Linked DNA regions of Mus musculus: region 2 is linked to region 1. A link is a contact called in public promoter capture Hi-C data. All regions are on one chromosome and are shown on one strand. Each heading gives the region's core, a stretch centred on a gene start, on an enhancer-like site or on the middle of the called end of the contact. The rest is flanking DNA. Distances are from core to core; before and after follow the strand shown. Region 1 holds the start of Shprh (SNF2 histone linker PHD RING helicase). Region 2 holds the start of Hint3 (histidine triad nucleotide binding protein 3).

Region 1 (3,267 bases), core at 296-2,795:
GTGTGAGCAACAAGGTGTGACCAAGCTGCTGCAACAAGAACACCCCACTGTGTCTTCCCATCAGAAGGGATTGGTAATTGGTCACCTCAAGGACAAAACTAACAGGTAAGAAACACTTTAACCATGATCTCATGTATCAAATGCTGTGACAGTTTCACTCATGTTTGGTAGAAATTTTCAGTTAAGAAACAATCCCATTAAAGAAGACAAATTATAATACTATACTTGATGGCCAACAACTAGGAAGACAAACCTCTCACTACATCAGAAATAAATGCCTGTCTCACATGTTAGTTGTATTTAACCCCACACCACTGCTCTTTTAATTCCAATGAGCTTGACAATCCCAAAGCGTTAACAAAACTTCGATCGATCCTTATACAGAGGAGGGAAGAACACACACACACACACACACACACACACACACACACTAGTTTTATGGATTAACAGTGTGATTGGCAGGGAGTATCACTATTCAAAGGTTTGGACCAATTGGAATAGGTGTGGCCTTGTTGCAGTAAGTGTGTGACTGCAAGAGCTGCCTGGAAGCCAGTATTCTGCTAGCAGGCTTCAGATGAAGATGTGGAGTTCTAAGCATCTTCTGCACCATGCCTGCCTGGATGCTGCCATGCTCCCACCTTGATGACAATGGACTGAACCTCAGAACCTGTAAGCCAGTGCCAATTAAATGTCATCCTTTATAAGACTTGCCTTGGTCATGGTGTCTATTCACGGGAGTAAAACCCTAACTGAGACAAAGAGTAAAAGCTTAGACAAAGAATAAAGTGGTGTTAGCGATCATGGGACCTAGGCAAATACAGGAGCAAAGGCAAACACGTAGGAGAAAAACATAGACTTGCCATGATAAATTCAAGCCAAGTGGATTAAAAGGCACCACGGTGAAAAGGCAAGACTGTAAACAATACCGTTCCTCCCACAGGGTACCTTAACCAGAAACCAACATCTTCGTTCACCAACCTAGCGCTACCTGCAGCGTCAAAGTGCACACAATGCACAGGAGCCAGGGCGCTTCTGCAGGCGACTGTAATGCTTGAGAGTTTGCCAGCCTAACTTGGCGGCCTCTGCATCCCTCCCAGCTACCTGTCGTCCCACGCACCGCCAGCCTGCAAGGCAAGTTATCCTCGAAGAAGGAGCCGGAGGGACAGCTCGTGACAGGGCCTCAGCACGCAAGCGTGGGCAGCAAGCACCCGTCCCACGCGAGAAGGGCTCGGCCCACGTCCGGGCTGGGGCCGAGCCGCGGGGCCTCGCAGGGCCGATCACTCCGGATCCCGGAGCTGCGCAGGAGCCCTCGGAGTTTCCCTGACGCGCAGAGCCAGCCTCCCTCCGCCGCGACTCTAACCCCAGAGCCCGCACGCACCCTCACCTACCTCAGCCGCTCTGCAGGCACCTGTCGCCGGGCCCGGCCCTCCTCGCAGGCTGCAGATCCCGGGCCCACAGTCGCCACACTCACCTGCGGGAGTTGCGCATGCGCGCTGCACGCTGGGTGAAGCCTGGCACCCAGGCCGGAAGCCGCCAGCGCCAGCTGAGGAGGCCAGCAGGAGCGCTCGCTCCAGGCGAACGCGCAGGACCAGTCGGGACGCTCCGCCCCTCTTTCCGGTGTTGGCTTCAAAAAGCACCTCTGCGCATGTCCCGTCCCTGAGGTCCCGGTAGAAGACGGTTTAAGTCTCGCGGTGGTTGTGCCTCTCTCTTTTCCCCGCCTCCCGTGGCTTTAGCAAATGCAGGATGGGCGGGGCCCGAAAGAAGGGGCGGGACCTCTTGCCAGAGAGGGCGGGGCTCTTTGCCAGAGCGGTAGGCTTGATGTGAGTTGTGGTTTTCATAAAAAGGCAGAAAGTTACATAAAACGGAATTCACGATGCTGAGCAATTATAATACCCAAACAAATATACAATTAATCCACTAAACCAAAAGAATTCGATCTGCTAAGGAAAAAAAAAAAAAAAAAAAAAAAAGGCAGAGACGATGTCTTCAAAAGGAACTGAGAAAAATGAAGCCAGAGAGAAATTTATTCTTGCCAAGAAAATTACTAAGGCTTTAAATGTTTAAACGTTTTAAGAGAAAAAAAATTATACAGCTATGCTGAAGCAGGCCTCCCAGTATCTTTTCCAAAGGGAGAATTCTATCTTCAGTAGACATAAAAGTCTCTCCTCTGAGGATTTCAATAGTGTGTTTACCAAGTGCTTTGTATGTCCTTCGAATTTTTTTCTGTGGAGTAATTTTTTTTTTTGTTTGTTTGTTTGGTTGTTTTGTAATCACCAGAGCTAATTCCAGGGGAGGAAAAGGTTCGCTTGTTATTTGGCTTTCTGGAAATTCCCTGTTGTGAGACATCTGTTCATGAAAATACTGTGTCTTACCACCTAGTAGATGGTAAATAATCTAATGATAGTACAGACAGGAGAACCGACTTATTGGACACACTCAGATCTTACACGTGAATCCCCACTTTTCATATAACTCAGCTGCCTTGTTTGGAAACAATACAGGTGTGTTGTATCATGTCTAAGCTAGGCTTGGATCCAGTCCATAGTGATAAATATTGCAATTAAGAAAATTTTAATTTTTTTTTCTGGTTTCTGTGTTGTGGTCCAGTAAGTATACATCATGTCTAAACAGAGTATAAATATCAAAATGTTTAAATATTTTGACTGAATTCTCAGCACAGTACCTTTCTCTTGATAGAGGATTTGCTTTGAAGCTGATGGCTGCTCAGTCAAGCTCCTGGCTGGCAGAAGAGGAGGCACCTATAGAAACGTGTTAAAAATAAACACAAGTTCTGGTTTGCAAAGAAAGAGATCACTACTCTATCCGACAAGGCTGAGCCACACAATATGGGTGCTCAGAGCTGAACTCAGATCTTGTGCAAGAGAAGAGTGATCTCATAACCTCTGAGCTCACTCTCCGCTATCTCCCTAGAATGTATTTCTTAAACAAAAAGATGTAACAACCAAAGTGACTCCTTGCTCCATGGCCATGAAAAGAATATCAATCTCACTAGACACCTGCACTGAAGCTTTGGGGTAACTAGGTACATTAACCTAGAAGCAATAATTTGAAAATAATGTATATATTTTTAATTTTCTGAGCAGTGTATCTCAACAATGAGCTCAAAATATTCGGTGAAAACACTTATTAAGCAGATAATCTGCCATCAAGGGGGACGTGCAATACACTTTTTAAGAGCCACAGAACCTTTACAGCTTTAGTATTTACCTCCAACCTAAAGTCAACAGTTGAATTATTTCCCCAGAA
Region 2 (3,267 bases), core at 531-3,030, about 19 Mb before region 1:
GGCTAGACCACGGTTGCAAGGTTAGTCAGAGTTGGCCTTACTGAGGAAGAAACATTTTGTCAAGGAAGAGAGAACTGAAAAACTTTTGCCCTATAATAACTGTGTGCAAACATCTATCCCAAGACAACACCCATATGGAAGCATACAGACAGGGCCCTAAATGCTTAATTCACAATATCAGGCTCTGGTGTTTGTTATAGCCATCCCCACCTGCCCCCATACAAGGCTCCTGACCCTTACCACTCATAGCCTTTACTAAAAAAGCACTTCTGTTTGTGACTGTGCAACTCTCATAACTCAAAAGTGTTTTCCCGTGGGATCTGAAAATCATTCTTTTATTCATCAGACTGTTGTGAAATGTCTATGGGAACATTTCCACTATGATAGCACCAAGAATAAAGGATGAAACTCCTGTCCTTACCAAAGCCAAAGTCAACTCAAAAGCTTTCAATATCAAACAAGCAGTTATGAAAGGCATCTACAGATCACCCCCCCCCCCACCATGGCCCAAGAGGCAGCCCAAGTACTCAAGTACCTACATGGATAAAGACATACAGCTACTGTGTGTGTGCATGCATACACACACCATAAAAAAGCAGCGTGATATGAAAGTGTAAGAACAGACATGGAACATGATAATATTTAAATGTGTCAAAGTCAAATTTTCTGCTTCTGAGTCCTGCCTCAAACTTGTGATGATCTGAGAAGCTATTGTCATGATTGCACACCATATGGTTAACTACAAAGGGAATTAAATGCAACGTGAATGTGCATGTACTCTTACTTAACTTACGTTACTGTTTCAGATTACAAGATAATTCACTTAAAATCACTACTGAGTTTAAAGTCACACTAAGTGTTATTATGGGTTCTAGAACTAGACATTTATTTGAATTTTATCATTTGGGTAAGTGGTAAGAAAATAAGTCTGAATCTGTCTCTTTCTGTAGACCTGTAATAAAATAATCAACCTTGGGAGTTTTCACAATTAGAGAAACAGAGTATTTGGTGCTCAGCAAATGCCATGTATTGTAAAAAGGTGAGATCACATCATACTTAAGAACTGATACTTTTCCGCGCATGATTGTTCCCAAAGGGTTTCTCTCCCTCTCTTTCCTAAATAGCCGGGAATACAAGAGAAAATTGTTACAATGAATCAGGTGACCTGGCAGGGAATTTCTCAATTACTACCTTTTCTCTCCATATGACATATGTGTGATAGGAGACCCTTTCGATTTACATTGTACTATAAACAAAAGCAAACATGTAGAGACCAATTTGGCCGGGTTTGTTTGTTTGGTTTGGTTTCAGATCCTAAAATTACTGTGGCTGAACAAGTAAGTACACAGGAAACTCGGAAATTTCACTTTGCCAAACAAGGCTCTCTATACGTTTGACTCATCCTCTCATACCCTTAAAAGAATCGAATTTCTATACTCTTTTTCTTTTGTAACGGGAGTGTAATACACTATAGGGACGTGAAAGCAATATCCTTTACACTTTAGATGAATGTTACCAACCCCTGGATAGGTCTTCCCGTCAGAAAACGCCTTTGAGCAGTGGGCTCCTGCGGCTGCGCTGCTTTCGTCATCACGGAGCGCCGGGCTTGCCCTCTGATCGTCGCCCTTTTAGAGGCCGAGCTATCTGGTGTGTCCCATACCCAGAGTCTGGCCCTGCGCGTGCGCAGACTCCGTGTCACTAGGCGGGCCACCCTAGGGCGGCGATTCCAGGTGCATCCGCCCGAGGCGGGCCTTGCGCACCTCAGCTGATCCTGACGTCGCCTTTCGGCCGCCATGGCTGAGAAGCAAGCGGGCTTGGTCGGAGAGCCGGATCCCGAGGGGTCCTCGCCTGGGACCTCGGAGTCCTGGAACTATGACAGCAACTGCGTGTTCTGCCGCGTGGCGGCGGGTCAGGAACCCAAAACTGAACTCTTTCACTGTGAGGTGGGCGGCGACAGGCCGGGTGGGTGGGGACCAGGCATCCAATCCCTGCTCGCAGGCTTCTGTCTCTGCAGACGAACTAAACAGTGACTGACTTCTGTCAGGGACCCAGAGGTCTCCAGTGTTGCCTTTGCTGTTCAGTAGGGAGAGATAGCAGTGATAGAGCCCAGCATTCTCGCCTCCCTCGCATGCATTTGCAACACAGCAGCATCCTGTGTCTTTACTTTTATTTTAGGGAGTCTTCCTCTTCTCTAGATAGTAATTTTAAAATTATGTATTCTTCCAGTATCGTTAGAGAGCGTACAACTTGCTGAAAACAGGTCTTGGACGTGGTGAAGAAGTGTGAATTTGACTGAAATGGGCTGGAATGGGGTTTCAGGACTGGGTCTGAAGTCGAACTGATACTTACAGTTAATAGCTTGTAAGAATCTTCCTTATCTACCGTGAGAGCCTCATGAACTACTCCCCTTTTCGTTACAAGATCTCGACAGGGTTCAAACCTGTGCAGATCAAGTGTAGTTAATCATACTTGCTGCGAGATCGGGAGAGCAACAGTCATGTCATGCCTGGAAATTCCAGAAAACTCTCCCTTTCCCCTGGGTCTAACATTTTTACATCTCATCATCCTTCATAAAGAGTTAATCTTTTGAGAGAGATTTATCATCTTGCATTTAAAATTCTTATTACACATATATTCATTGTAAACACAGGAAATGATTGCACTTATATAAGTTGTTGATATATAATTATACAAATAAGAGCAGAGGAAATTATTTGTTTTGGTATAATCAGGGTTGCCAGCATCATGAAGAATTTGTTTGAGGAATCTTTCCAACAAAAGTCAGAGATGATTCTTTGCCTCACAGATCTCTGTATGGTTTTCTTACTGTATTTTTAGAATTCATTTAAGCAAAGGGCATATCACATATTCTTAGCAGGGGGCTTACCAGTACCAAGGGCAGTGTCTTACTCTTTGTGTATGAGTCTCATGGCATTGATACGAATTATTTTTAAGGGGCTCTTAGAAATAGCTGAGTGGTAGTGGTACATGCCTTTAATTCCAGCACTCAGAAAGGCAGAGGCAGAAAGATCTCTCTGTTGGAGGCCAACCTGGTCAATGCAGTGAATTCAAGGACAGCTAAGGCTATGCAGAGAAATCCCTTGAAAAACAAAACAAAAACAAACAAACAAACAAACCAAACAAAAACAGAAAGAAAGAAAGAAAGAAAGCTAGCTAGCTCTTAGAATCGAAAAATGAAACAATGTTTGAGAACCCACAGAAGTGTTGCTATGCCTGAATTCATACTTAGCAATATTAGCTGATTTA

The links. Promoter capture Hi-C pulls out the DNA fragments that hold promoters and counts their contacts.
Region 2: a contact with region 1 is called in a promoter capture Hi-C map of pre-B cells, with 4 times the contacts expected there. The contact joins the promoter of Hint3 here to the promoter of Shprh in region 1. A contact is called at or near these places in 3 of 39 promoter capture datasets (cranial neural crest, liver and pre-B cells).

Annotation. Positions count from the first base shown.
Region 1 is chr10:11,147,708-11,150,974 of GRCm38.p6, reverse strand. It overlaps Shprh (SNF2 histone linker PHD RING helicase), which reads right to left and starts at 1,545. Exons shown (of 30, transcript NM_001077707.1): 1 at 1,389-1,545.
Region 2 is chr10:30,616,879-30,620,145 of GRCm38.p6, reverse strand. It overlaps Hint3 (histidine triad nucleotide binding protein 3), which reads left to right and starts at 1,780. Exons shown (of 5, transcript NM_025798.3): 1 at 1,780-1,943. The coding sequence starts at 1,794.